Linked DNA regions of Mus musculus: region 2 is linked to region 1. The links are chromatin contacts, called in public ChIA-PET maps. All regions are on one chromosome and are shown on one strand. The core of a region is the stretch at or near the end of the contact, and the rest is flanking DNA. Distances in the headings are between cores, read along the strand shown. Region 1 holds the start of Gzmk (granzyme K). Region 2 has its middle 16 kb from the start of Gm41069.

The links. ChIA-PET counts read pairs in DNA pulled down with a chosen protein or histone mark.
Region 2: an RNA polymerase II ChIA-PET map of effector CD8 T cells shows a contact between it and region 1, with 14 read pairs. The contact joins the enhancer-like site here to the promoter of Gzmk in region 1. A contact is called at or near these places in 1 of 39 promoter capture datasets (macrophages), 1 of 15 datasets of contacts at CTCF or cohesin (CD8 T cells), 2 of 484 Hi-C or Micro-C datasets (nephron progenitors and neural stem cells), 5 of 115 datasets of contacts at active chromatin or transcription factors (CD8 T cells, effector CD8 T cells, embryonic stem cells and 1 more) and 1 of 9 other capture datasets (adipose tissue).

Annotation. Positions count from the first base shown.
Region 1 is chr13:113,176,599-113,183,839 of GRCm38.p6, forward strand. Gzmk (granzyme K) reads right to left here and starts at 4,367. Exons shown (of 5, transcript NM_008196.2): 1 at 4,239-4,367; 2 at 3,837-3,984. The coding sequence starts at 4,299.
Region 2 is chr13:113,238,485-113,245,725 of GRCm38.p6, forward strand. No RefSeq gene overlaps it. Among named protein-coding and RNA genes, the nearest start is that of Gm41069, 16 kb to the left of the region's middle. Within about 2 kb of position 3,552, at least 43 of the 459 cell types and tissues checked have an H3K27ac peak or open chromatin away from gene starts, as enhancers often do. A contact at or near this core is called in CD8 T cells, effector CD8 T cells and macrophages, where this site is marked.

The DNA of each region.
Region 1 (7,241 bases), core at 3,117-5,616:
AAAGCAAAATACTCCCAGTCTTGTCCCACCATCAATACAAGAGGACCACCGTGTTCATGGCTGGTTATTGCCATAGAAGGCCACAATGACGGTACAGTTGATAACGTTTGCTAAGGTGTTGCATTCTGCGCTATGCTTTTCATACTTTTCCATCGCCAAAGCAGCAGCCCAGTGAGCTACCTGTGAAGATGATGCTCATTTTACGGACCAGGAAGTGGAGGTTCATGTGACAGGATTTTCCCTGTCCAATCACATTAAAAAATTCAGGGCAGCAGGAGGCCTGTGATTGGACAGGGGGAAGGGAGGCGGAGCTAAGAGTTATAGGGAGAGAGAAGGAGGCAGGTCAAGATGGAGGCACACTGAGCCAATGTGGCTTTAACCAGCCACAGGTAGTTACGATATCATAAGGTTAGAATAATTGGGATAAAGCTTTTATCATTTTCAATTGGTTCTGAAATTATTGTGCTGGCATCTTGTAAATTGAGAATTTATTGATACATAAATCTGATTGGTTAATTATAAGCTTCTTGACTTTTGTTTCTATGGGGTAAATGGGTGTTTTGTGGCTGAACGTGGGCTGGACCGTCATTGTGTGGGGTTGGCGTGGCAACGATCTACCAAGGGACTCAGGAGCTCGGCCCAGAGAGACCTCTGAATTGAGATGACTTGGCTGGTCTTGGCGCGCCGGACTGGCCAGCAGTAACGATGCTGCAACAGGATCCTTCTGCACACGTTTATTGGGAGAGCTTGATTGCAGAGGCGAAGAGACCCCAAGCCCAGAACTGGTGCTGCTTATATAGGCCTAAGAGAGGCGTGTCTCACACCCGAATTGGTTATGCACTAAGCCTCATTTGCATGTTCCTCATCTGATTGGCTACTCTCTCTTTGTACCTCACAGAGCCTCATTATCATACCTCATTTGCATGTCTCACATCTGATTGGTTATATTCCCAAAGCCTCATTATCATGCCCGGGCCAGGCAGTGTCTTTGCAAAAAACTTTACTGCATATGTACACATTGGTTGTTTGTCCAAACTTATGCATGGTGGCCAGCAGTAGTCAGTGCCACTCTGCAAAGGCACATGTGGCTTCCCACAGGCTGGAGCCATGTGGTCTGCCGGTTGCGGGTTTAAGTAAATTGAACCCAAGAAGATAGTAGGTTGGAGGGTCTGGGATGTACACCCAGGCAGGGTAAGAGCTCTTGATTTGGGCATGGGGTGTAGTAGTAGACCGCTTGCCTAGCAGGCACAAGGCCTCTGGTTCAATTCCCCCAAGGGTTCAAGCCCCAGAACAATAAAATAAGAAACAGTTGCATTCCTTTGCCTTTGAAACTGGAGGTGTGTGGGAGGGGTCCAGGACGGTTCCTTTACTTAGGCAGGAGAGAAGAGACTCAAGGAAGGAGGGAGGCACAGGGGTAAGAGGTTTGCTTTTGACCAGTCAAAGTAAATTATGCAAAAGTGGGTTTTTCCTTACTGTATTTCTTCTGCCTTTCTTTCCTTGTAGACCGGGCCTTGCTAGGTGTCTCAGGCTAGCCTCAAACTAGAGATCCTCCCGCCTTTGCCACCATGGATAACTGAGAAGACACGGAGGGAGGAATAGAATACATGGGTGGTGAGAGAGAGAGAGAGAGAGAGAGAGAGAGAGAGAGAGAGAGAGAGAGAGAGAGAGAGAGACTTCTTCCCAAATTTGGCTTACTTTGTCACTGTGCTGAAAGGAGGCCTGGCTTGGTAAACTGTTCCCTCAGGAGCCTTTGAGTACATTTGTGGGAAGCCACCATTGAACTGTTTCATAAATATTTTGAATTTCATAAGACTTAATATTTTTCCAAGCAGTGATCTGCCTACATTTTTACACCCAAATCTCCCTTGGAGGAAATTCGATCCACATAGTTCAGAGTTGTTTATATGCCAGCCATTTAAAATAATATTTAGCAAGATTTTTTTTTTTTAAACTCCAAGGCCCTTTTGTAAGACACCAAGACCACACTTCAGTTCTTCCTCCCTCCCTCCCTCCCTTCCTCCTTCCTTCCTTCTCCCCCTCCCTTCTTTTCTCCCTTCCCTTTCCATTATATTATTATTATTATTTTAAAGCTATTTCCCTCTTCCAATTTGTAAATGTGCTTTCCTTGAGTTTAATCTTCTAGGCAAATTTTTAAAAAATAACAATATTATCCCCTTCCTGCTGGGACTTCATACGTCATATGCCACGTTTCACACTTAGCCCCCAACCCAAATCCTCTCCTTCGCTTCTGCTTTCTACCTCATTTGTCGAGCGTCTCTACATTTAGCTCCGTGTCTGGGGAGCTGCGAGTGAGCAGGTATTTGGAGAGGCACGAACTTCGCTTTGAATGAAATTCTCTAGTGCTGCAGAGAGCAGGAGAGAAGTCTGGGTGGGTGGGGGGGAGGTGCAAGGGTGGGTGAGGATGTGATGGTGGAATCCAGCAACTCACTCTGTAGGAACAGAGGGGTTGTCGTTTCCCTGTTTCCAGGCTGCTGAGCATCCAACATGGTTCCATTAAAATGGGACAACCATACACCATACACTACCCAAAGCAGGGTGAATCAAGTCAGTTGTTTTGTTTAGCTGGTTTTGATGTATATAACAATCATATGTGTGTGTGTGTGTGTGTGTGTGTGTGTGTGTGTGTGTGTGTGCATTTATATGTATGCCTATCAATCCTTGGCTAGTCTGGAATTCAGACCAGGCAAGCCTTGAACTTACACAGATTGCCTGCCTCTGCTTCCTGAGTACTGGGATTAAAAGCATATGAAATCATGCCTGCTTATTTTTTATTGCTTTTATTCACTTTATTTTGTGTGTGAGTGTTTTGCTTATATGTATGTTTGTGTGCCACATGCATGCATGGTACATGCAGAGATCAGAAGAGGGCATTGGATACCTGTAACTAGAGTTAGCTGATGGTTGTGAACCACCATTTCAGTCTAGCCCTGGTTTTCTATAAGAGCGGTAAGTGCTCTTAAGCACGGAGCCATCTCTCCAGTCCCTAAAATAAGTTCTTAAGTGAAACACTATACTGTTGTAAGGGAAAAAAGAACTGGGAGCCAAGCTTTAAAAAGCAAATATGGAAACAGAAGAAACAAAGTCAGAATACTCAAGTGAGCGCCACATCAGGGGTCTACTGGCAGCAACCCGAGATCAGCAACCTGAGATAGATCACATCAGGGGTATCTTTGCAGCAACCCGAGATAGATTTTATACTTCATCTTAAGCTGAAAGAGACTTGGAGGTTGTCCTCCACAGTCTGGAAAGCCTCCTTTCAATATCCTAAAGACGAATACCGTGTTCTGCTTCACGTTTTATAAACCTTCTCTAACTGTGCTCCCCCAACCTCAGGAAGTGCCTGCTTCTTACTGCTGTGATTTCCAGAGTGTGAGCCTTGGAATTCTGGGGTGAAGGGTAAGGCTGAGGAAGTAAGGAGTCTGCAAATCCAGCACCAGGGCACACACTCACAGTGTCCTCTGTGATGTATCTCTGCTTACTGAACGTGTTAAATATTCTGCTGAAATATCTAAATAGAAACACCAGTTCTCAAAAGCCCACCAAAGAAGAGACAGTAACTTCCCCTTGTCCACAGGCTTCCTCTCAGCAATTTCAGTTGCTTGCGGTCCACTGCTGTAGCAAACATTACATGAAATATTCCAGAGATAAATGATACATGCAATTTAAATGACATACGAGAGTAGATTGATTTAATTGTCCTCTTATCGCCTTGGTTAATCTTACTGTACTTAATTCATTGACTAGACTTTACCCTGTGTGTGTTCTTCATCTTGGACATAGACAACCACCTGCATGGAAAAGCACAGGGGACTCACCAAGAGTAGCAGTGGGCGGCTGTTAGCACCCACTGTGGGTGGATCAGGACTCCTCCACAAATATGCTTGCTGCGGTACTGGATGGACGCCATAAATGGCCTGGAATGCGGCTGGACTTCCCTCCCTCCAATAATTTCAGTATGGAAACCTGCAAAAGTAAGCCAAAAGATTTTACACGATCCAGCAGTGACATCTCGTTCCTCTGATAGCAGGCACCATTACCCTTATATCCCTTTCTAAGACTAATAAAACAACAACGGTGCTCAATACTTAGTGTACCTTTTCCGGCTAGCAGTTGTATAAACCAAAACAGGTAAGAGGGGAAACACTGTTTACAGAATAACAACACAATCACTAAAGATTCACATCATTACACATAAGCCAGGGGTATGGGATACTTACACTCTGAAGACATATAAACGCCAGCCACCAGGGAAACCAGAGCCCATGAAGAAAACCTCATAATTACAGGGCTTCGGTGTTAAGGAGCACGGACAAACTGCTTGCTTCGTGGTTGATGAAGGAGACTGTGAAGATGGGTTTTGGTTCTTGTTGTTCTTGCAGGTTTCTCACCTCACACGTCCCAGACGTTAGATTTTTCACACCCAAGGTTTCAAAGCCTCTATTAGTCTGGGGGAAGTTCCGGTACAACGGGTGAAGGAATAAAAGATACGCAGGCCAGAAGACCCCAGAGAGGTGTAGACAGTTGAAAGCTGTTCTTTGCTCTAAAGCAGTGGCTCTCAACCTGTGGGTCACGACACCTTTGGGAGTCTCATATCAGATATCCTGCATATTAGATATTTGCATTATATAGCCAAATGAAGTAATGAAGTACCAATGGAATAATGTTATGGTTGGGAGTCACTATAACATGAGGACCTCTATTAAAAGGTCGCAGCACTAAGAACCAATGCTCTAACAGTTCCCTCAGCATGAAACGGTGCCTATCGGGTTTACTTCCCCTTTGCCTCTTTGCATGGATGGATTTGTGATGGAGAAGGACAGAGTCTCGCACAGATCCTCGAAAGCTTTACGGTGTGATTTAGATGTCACTTGAATGTCATCCAGAGAAACCCACATGTCTCATAGGATGCACATTCCTTGTCTTACCATTTCCTTTAAATGTGACCAGATTTGGTTAAATTTTAGTTACATTTTTTTTAGAGATTTAATAATGTTATTAAAGAGGAATACTGGCAACATATTTTTTACTCAAACTCTCTTTGACTCAATTTTAGTTGAAAATGACCACATGTTTACCCAGGGCCTTAATAATGTCTGTTAAAAGGACTGTATGTCATCAGTCTTCCCAGTGACACATGACAACACAATGCCAGGCCTTCTCATACACCCTCTATCCATCACACTCAGGATTCTGCAGGAGTCTCTCCATGTATGCAAGTACATACATTATAATGTAGGCTCAAACATACTTAGATAAGATTAGCCACAAGAGCCCCATTTACCAAAACTTACAAAACTTTTAATTTTTTTAAGATTTACGAAATCTGTCTTTTATTTAAAACAACAACAACAACAACAAACAAACAACCAAAACTGTTATGCTTGGTAGATGTCAGAAGAATCTTACAAAACTGTTCTTTGATAAGAAAATAAGAATGAAAGTTAATATTATTCATTATATAGCATAATTTAACTGTTATGTAAGTTGAATGCATTAAGCGATTTTCAAAATTCCCGTTCCCTGATCATTTGTATCTTCATGTCTCTATCTGTGAAGAAGGCAGCACAGCAAGTATGCAATAAACTAAGATAAACTGAGAGTGGTTCGTTTGCCCAAAGCCACAGCATTGGAACTGGATCAAATCTCCTGGTTTGCCTGCAGTAGCGTGGATGTTAATAAGCTCATTTCAGCACACGGCCCTGGTCAGCAGTATCCCATGCAGCCACAGCAAACTTTCCAAACACTGAGCGAAAGAAACACACCCAGGGCAGCGATTTCCTGCTAAACAAGGAGAGCAAAAGGTGAGATGGTGGGAGAGAGCTTGAGAAAAGTCACAGCCTTACGAAGCCAAACCTGTTAGCACCACCCGAGTGTCCCATGAACTGTCAACTGACCTCCGAGACTACTGACGTGCCCTGTACTGATCCCTCGTGTGCCTTTATTCCAAGTTTCCAGGTGGGCATGGTCGTACCTGTTCTTAACCATATTTTCTTGATGCTGGGAACAGAAGAGGGTGGGTGATTTGTAAACATGATCTGGATGCAAGCAAGATGTAAATGGTAAAAGACAGTTTTAGCATGGCGGGGTTGGAACACCTCTGCCAGCTAGCTTCTTTACAGTAAGGACTCACAACGGTATAGCTTTTTATTACAGATGGCTAAACATTTTCATCTGAATTTCCAGGGAGGTGGCTGCTCCTTCATCTTGTTTTATGGATGGAGAAACTGAAGCTAAGACTGTCTAGATTACCCAGCGAGCAGATGGCCCCTAAACCCTTATGTGCTGGCTCCAGACTTCATGTTTCCTTCAACCTGACCACACTGTCTGCCCTGTTCCCTCTGAGAAGCCCCTGGCTTAGACACTTCAGGAGGCAAGCTGGCCATGCTGAAGGGAAAAAGGATTTAGCACTGCAATTAGACATGGGTGAGATTTAGTTCAGTTGAGAGGAGAGACGCGTAACTCCTTTTTGTAGCTGACCTGGAAATTCTGAGAATCGTGTTGGTTTGTAATAATGAGTTACTGGGTTTTGGCTCTAGATCCTTGTGCTAGTTAATAGTATCATTTGTTATTGTATTTGGGATCCTGGATTTGAAGACAGTGGGCTGTGTAACACGACGAGCTGGGTCATCTCATTGATTTCTGGGTGTTGGTTTTTACTCTGTTGAGTCTGCTGTGGGGAGAGCTATGTTTGCTTTGGATGGCTTTTTCAGCAGCTGTACTAGTCTGAGCAAGTGCACGGTGCTTAGCCTGTGACTGGCTCCTCCTCACGTCGCATCCGGGTCTTGCGGTTCTCGGCTGTGTTGTTTAGCTGTCCTTGTTAGCTACTCTGATAGAAGATTGTGACACTCCTGGATTTTAGGAGAACCTGATAAACCAGCTGTCCTGGTGCTTCCAACACCACATGTTTGTCCATTGGGGGCTGTCTTTAGTGGCTCAGGCACCTGCGTGCAGATTCATAAGCCACACTGTTTAGAGACTGTGCCTCTTGAGGTATGGCTGACAAATTTGAGACCTGTTCATGACTCATTAGGAGCTAGACAAAGACCGAAACTGAAAGTCAGCATTTGAAAAGTCTCAGCAATTCAGCAAGGCTTTACATTAATTTTAAAATGAAACATAATTTGTTCAATGTTATTAAAAACTTAGGCATGTCTTCTATATGCCTTTGTTATTTAATTAATTGTTATATTCATTTGTATTGGATAAAAATGTTAGTCTAT
Region 2 (7,241 bases), core at 2,302-4,801, 61 kb after region 1:
CTAATAAAAAATGAAAAAAAAAAGAAAGACTCTGTCACCCTGTCTTGAAAAACAAAAAAACAAAAAACAAAAAAAACAAAAAAAAAATGAAAGAAAGAAAGAAAGAAAAGAAGAGAAAAAGAAAAGAAAGACTCTGTTCTCTCTTACTTCCAACCCTCAAAATATGAAAGAGAGCTTTTTATGTAATTTCTATGTTACAATATATTATTTTTAGTTTTTTTTTTTCTAGACAGGGTTTCTCTGTGTAGCCCTAGCTGTCCTGGAACTCACTCTGTAGACCAGGCTGGCCTTGAACTCAGAAATCCGCCTGCCTCCCCAGTGCAGGGACTAAAGGTGTGCGCCACCACCGCCCGGCTAATATATTAGTTTTATGTGTCTTAATTTTTATCATTAGGAATCATTTTATTTATTTTTTAAAATAAAATTTTGGATCAGTCATGTTTGGTTTTACCTAGGTTAAGTGTTGTAAAAGAGTTACATATTCTAACTAGTCCTTATAAAAGACATAATAACCTGGTATTTTATTTATAAGCTATAAGCCTAGATTGGACAGATGCCATGTTATTCTCACCTATATTCAAACCATATGCACCTTGTTTCTTGCTGTTTGAGTCTTGCCTGGGTTGTTCCTGCTCCATCAGCCTTCCTCAGGGTGTATTTCTTCTGGCCACAGGCCTCATGACAACTGTCTTCTCTTTTCATCTTCTCTCTCCTTTCCTCCCACGGTCTCTCCCCAGACCCCTCACTGTATTCTTAGGTCCCTCCTTTATCTCTCTACTGCCAAGTCACAAGCTATAGCCCTTTGCTAACCAATAGCTTTAAATTGGGGAGTAAGGTTTACAGAACAAAGGCTGGTGTATATGAGAACTCACTTGTCTGGGTACAACCAGATCTTAGGGTTCAGAACTTAGCTTTTGTATAGATAACAGCACCAGACCAACCCCCAATTAAGTATCTTCTTAAAATATGACACGTAGAGAAAAACAAGACCCGAAGGCTATTGAAATGACTCAGAGGTTAAGAGCAAGTATTACTCTCATAGGGGACCCAAGTTTGATTTGTAGCACCTATGTCAGGTGGCTCACAAATGCTATAACTCTGGCTCCAGGGGCTCCAACACCTCTGAGGGCACTCAAACACACGTGGCTATAACACGCTCACACAGACATACATACACATATATACAGAAAAGCAAACCAAAACTAAACTAAACTAAACTAAGCAAACAAAAAATCCAAAATATTTGTAATGAAATAAATAAAATATAACTTCCTGCTTTGATTTTGGGTCCAAGTTCAGTTTTTTCTTATTCAATAGATTTATGTTGGTGGTATGGGCCTTCCTGTGAGTAGCAATTAATATGTCAGAAAGACAGAGTGAAGTGGACACTGGAGAGGTTGCCCGGTGGTTAGAGCACTCGTTGTTCTTGTACAGGACCTGAGTTTGGTTCCCAAGATCCAATTCATCCCAGTATATAAGGCTCGCTCATGACTGTCTGTAACTTCAACTCCAGGGGATCTTACACCTTCTTCTGACATCTAAAGATACCTACACTCACATGCACATCCTCACCCACAGATACTGGGTACTGACATGCAATTCACACCAGGAAATTGGCTATAGATAAACAGTTCTTCTGAGTATTCCCACATGTTAATAAGCCAGGCACGCTTATTCAAACAATTAGCTTTGTAAACAGAAGACTAAATCAAAGTCTAATACTTAGGAACACACACACTAAATCGAGAGAGAGAGAGAGAGAGAGAGAGAGAGAGAGAGAGAAAGAAATGATTGACTATTGATAGGAAGACCTCTGGCAGCCTTGCTGGGCCCAACGCTTGCTAACATGGTTGGATAAGCATACCGTGTACCTTGGTGGTTTACTCCAGGCTGGGCAAAAGCTTTCATAATTTTCAGTGTTGTATACACATTTAAAGTTTCCCTCAGAGTCAGGAAAATTGAGAGCACGGGTAACAGCCAGGGACTGAAGCTTAAGCGAAGGATTGCAGTTCAGACAAACGATTGGAGCATTTCCTTCTGTAACTCTCTTGTTCTGGGGAAGAGATAACTTGCTTGTCCATTCGGGCACGGACATGCTTTGATTTCAAGAGTGTCACCATTCCTACCAGGAAACTGAATGTAAGTAAATTGTACTTCTATGTATTCAAATATACTATTAAGTTGGACACCCTTACTCAAACAATTAGTTTTGTAAATAGAAGACTGAGCCAAAGCTCAGTATATAAGGATATCTTTCCCCCAGAGTCTTCTAACACTCTCTGGACTTCAGCAGACATGTACTTACGGTTTGGACTGTTGACAAGAGACTAGGAAGTCCCAGTGCTAACAGCCTGTTCTCAAATCCTCTCCTGTCCCCATTGCTTAGAGCAGGGATCTCACCCTTACCCCAAATGTTGTGCTACCATGTTTATCACAGCAGTTACAGGTGTGTGGAGATGGTGATCCCGTGACCTCTTTTTTTTTAAAGATTTATTTATCTTATTTATATGAGCACACTGTAGCTGTCTTCAGACACACAAGAAGAGGGCACCAGGCCAGGCAGTGGTGGCGCACGCCTTTAATCCCAGCACTTGGGAGGCAGAGGCAGGTGGATCTCTGAGTTCAAGGCCAGCCTGGTCTACAGAGTGAGTTCCAGGACAGCCAGAGCTACACAGAGAAACCCTGTCTCGAAAGATCCCATTATAGATGGTTGTGAACCATCATGCAGATCATGCAGTTGCTGGGAATTGAACTCAGGACCTCTGGAGGAGCAGTTGGTGCTCTTAACCACTGAGCCACCACTCCAGCCCTCCCTTGAGCTTCTCTGCAGCTTCTGTCAAAGGCAGCCTCACCTGTCTACACACTGTGCTGTACAAACATTTGTTCTCTGTATGTGCCACAGCAGGGGAAAAGGAGACCATTAACAAGGTCATGAGGTTAATTATCAAGGTTTAATTAAATTCCAGGTGTGTCCCCTGTTTGACATTGAGACAACATATTAGTGTTGTCATGCACAAAGTCCACACTTAAGAATCAAACAATTACAGCCCCATGCACGGTGGTGCAAGCCTATAGTCCCAGCAGGTGGGAAACAGAGGCAGGCAGATCTCTGTAAGTTTGAGGCCACCCTGGTCTACAAAGCAAGTCTAGGACACTCAGGGCTTGTTATACAGAGAAACATTGCCTTGAAAAACAAACAAACAAACAAACACACAAACAAACACACAACAAAACAATCAATTTAGTCAAGCCCCCAAAATTGCTCTTTCCAGATAGATCTCCTAATGTTATAAGTATGTTTACGGTTTATGTTGGGCAGCGTTCCTAGCCCTGAGTTCCGTGGAGCCTGTGGCCCACAGGCAGCACATGTCTGTCTGCACTGGCCTTTGAAACTTTTGTCAGCTTGCTCATGCCCTCTGCTTCCAGACTGATCTTCTAGTGCTCTACAATCTCAGGGCTATACTACACAGGGACTCCCCTCCCTCCCTTTCTCTCCCTTCCTCCTTCCTTTGTTCACATGGTGCTCTATCTCCCTGTCTCTGTCTCTGTCCCTCCCCCCTCTCTCCCTCCCTTCTCCTTTCCTTTTCCCTCCCTCCCTTTCTCTCCCTTCCTCTTTCCCTTGTTCACATGGTGCTCTATCTCCCTGTCTCTGTCTCTGTCTCTGTCTCTGTCTCTGTCTCTGTCTCTGTCTCTCTCTCTCTCTCTCTCTCTCTCTCTCTCTCTCTCTCTCTCTCTGTACGACCTACACATACACTCTTTGGATCAGTCCAGTGACTGCCTTGGCCTCCTTTGCTTTCCCAGCATCTTGTGACTCTGCAAAACAAAAGCTTCCACTTCCGCTTCCTCCTTGACACTGTCTGCCGCTGAAGCACTCTCCTTCCTGTGCACTCACAAGACATTTGCCACGTTTGCTTGTTACCTTCCCAGCCATTTGCCACATTCTGCCTCTGATGTTAGTTATTAGTGAGCGGTGGCCGTTTGGTTTATCTGTTTCCCTGCTCATTGGATGCAAATACAAAGGGGATAAAATTAGCACTCTTAATATTATACATCTACCATGTGCCAGGGCTTTGGGGGGGGAGGGGGGCTCTGTAAGTCTGACAGTGTGCAGTCTTCACAGTGTCCTCTGTGTGAGAGAAGCATGTTGTAGATGGAGAAGCTGAGGAACAACTAGGCTGGCTGCCTCTAGGCTAGGGAGTTTAATAAAGGAAGAGAGAAACTGCAGAGCAAAGTCCTGCTGGGTGGCTCTGCTGCTGGGCCTAGTGCTCACCCCATGCCTAGATCTAAGCCTGGAAGGGAGTGGGTGGAGCTTGGTGGAAGCCTGGTTTGTGATTTTGCTTCATGCACTGCTTCAGGTGATGGTAAAACCTTGGCAAGAGATCTGATCCACGGACATGAAAATCCTTCTCAGCAGAGAACGCCTCTCCCTAGAATCAAACCTAAGGCGTCCCAGGAACAAAGTGGGTAGATGGAAGCTATCTTTTCTTTGCTTGAAAAAGAATCTTCAGTTTAATACCAGGACCACATGTCTATAAATTAAAAAGATACTCTTTGGCTAAGTGCATGCCCTCCGCTCTTCCTACTCAGGCACTGTTTATCTTGTAATGGTTACATTCTGTTACTGTGCCTTGAGCAAAGGTTTGAAGGCAGTACTTAGATTAAATTAAGTCAGTCATTAATTTAACGGGGCAACTTTTTTAGCTACCGTGCCTTAGGTGGAGGGGCTGGTGGGGGTAGGGGGAGGTAACACAATATTTAAGAGGTAACAATATTTAATTTGCTGTATAAGCAAAAAGTGATGTCAAAATCATCTGAACATAAACAGAATTTTCAAGTTATTAAAAATGATTGTATCTAATATCTATGCCTGCGTGTTTGTGTTTGTGTTTGTGTGTGTGCATGAGTGTGCCAAAGGAGGTCAGAGGACATCTTCCAAGAGTCAGTTTTCCCTGTCACCCATGGCTCTGGTGATCCAACTGAGGATTATCAGACATATGAACCAAGTGCTTTTAACCTGCCAGTTTCCTGGCCCAGTCAATAGAATCTTTGCACAACCGACTCTCTTATACTTATATATATGGTGTCCAACTCAACTTGCAACTGCTTGACATTTTAAAGGAAAGGAGACGGAGAAAGAGAAGGAACGAAACACTGTTAACCTGTCTAAGTCGGCACAGTCCCTGAGGGACGTGCTAACAAATCATCAAACTGGTTTATGCTCTTTATTCAGAATGAAACTTGAGGGCGGGAGATGAAAAGAGGAGCGATCAGGTCCAAGAGAGTTCCTAGCACTGTAGCAAACAGAAACCGAGAGGTCTGCAAATGTGAACTTTTAGCTGCAACTTTCATTAATAAATAATCACCTGGAAGGTTCAGCAGCAGGTGAAGCTGCATCCCGGAGCATCACGCCCAAAGGAGCTCTGTGAAGGGATGGGATGGGGCTGTTAATATTTAGAACTGTCCGTGATGGGAGCTCTAGCTTTGTGTGTCTGATGACAATTGAAAGTGGGCAGTTGAGAGAAAGAAGGAAGGAAGGAAGGAAGGAAGGAAGGAAGGAAGGAAGGAAGGAAGGAAGGAAAAAAAAGGAAGGAAGGAAGAAGGGAGGGAGGGAGGGAGGGAGAGGGAGGGAGGAAGGAAGGAAGGAAGGAAGGAAGAAAGAAAGAAAGAAAGAAAGAAAGAAAGAAAGAAAGAAAGAAAGAAAGAAAGAAAGAAAGAAGAGATGGGAGGGGAAAAGGTAAGGTAGAAGGGAGGGAAGGAAAAAGAAACTTTACTATCATTTACTTTTAGTAAATCTAAATTTAAATAACCATAGTTGGCTGACATCTTGGACAGCAGAATTCTGGACTGTCATGGGCTCACATGAACTAGCATACTGATAGACAGGAGGGGCTTATAAAAAGCTGTGGTGATTTCCTGAATGCTTTTGGGGATAAGGAGTCTTACTGCTTGGTTAAAAGTGGCCCTTGAATAGACCGTGATAAATGCACATTAGACTAATGAATGGTACAGAAAGACTAAATAACTTGGGCATATTTTCTGTGTGTCTGAGGTTTGGAAATTCAGTTTTCTACTTCAGCCAACGAGAACCCATAGGCCCATGAGTGACCTAATAGATGATCTGGCAGGTGAAAATGTAAACTTTGGATACAGGTATTTCAGAGTTCTTTTTTGTTTGTTTGTTTGTTTGTTTGTGTTTGTTTTTGTTTTGTTTTGTTTTGTTTTTTGAGACAGGGTTTCTCTGTGTAGCCCTGGCTGTCCTGGAACTCATGCTGTAGACCAGGCTGGCCTCGAACTCAGAAATCCACCTGCCTCTGCCTCCCAAGTGCTGGGATTAAAGGCATGTGCCACCACCGCCTGGCCTTGTTTCAGAGTTGTTAATAATCAAATGCATCTCATCAATAAGTCTCCTGTTTTTATCCAGTTTTTACCTCAAGACAAGTCTCTTCCAGGACTGTGGGATTTCTTTGACAGAGCCTGTTCACTGAGATAGGGATCTGAGGCGCGTGGGAAAGCTATGGAAACAAATGAATGATAAGCAATTGTCTGTCTACACAATCCCACAGTGCTTGGCCTTGTCAGAGGGTTCAGCCCTTCACAAACACACATCTGCAAGGTCCCCAGAAGAGATCCCATGACTCTGATCATTGTCACGTGCCTGTTTGTTTTTTCCCTTGAGAAACTGAATGAGTGAAAAAAAAAAAAAAGATCACAAGCAAACAAAAGCATCAATAACAGGAAGCCGTTGGTGAGAAATACCCTGATGTTCCTGTAAATTCACGTCACTAGATTCCCCAGGGACAAAGGTGCATGAACTGCAACGGGTAAATAATTATGATTTAATACAGAGACCGTGCAGTGTTGTTTATGGTAAGACAACAAAAACGAATTGTTTCTCGGGCGCAAATAAGCAAATAATAGAAACATATATCAATATGATCAGGAAGTGGTGATGTTATGTCTAGGTCAGCTGCTGAGAACAATCTGTAATCTATCAAAGTATCTCCTCTGTGATCACAAACTCGCACGCTGGGACCTTAGGGAGAGACACGGTTGTCTACTGGTGCTTTGAAAGCGCAGAGAGGCAGCTCGCTAGTCCCGGAGATTGGGTGGGAAAGACACTGGTCTGCAGGCTTTAGGCACAAGGAGGAGAGAGGGGCAATACAAAATTTTCCCATTGTTTTTTTTTTCACGGCCTTAATCATTTTATTTATTTATTTTTTAAATATTTTTTATTAGGTATT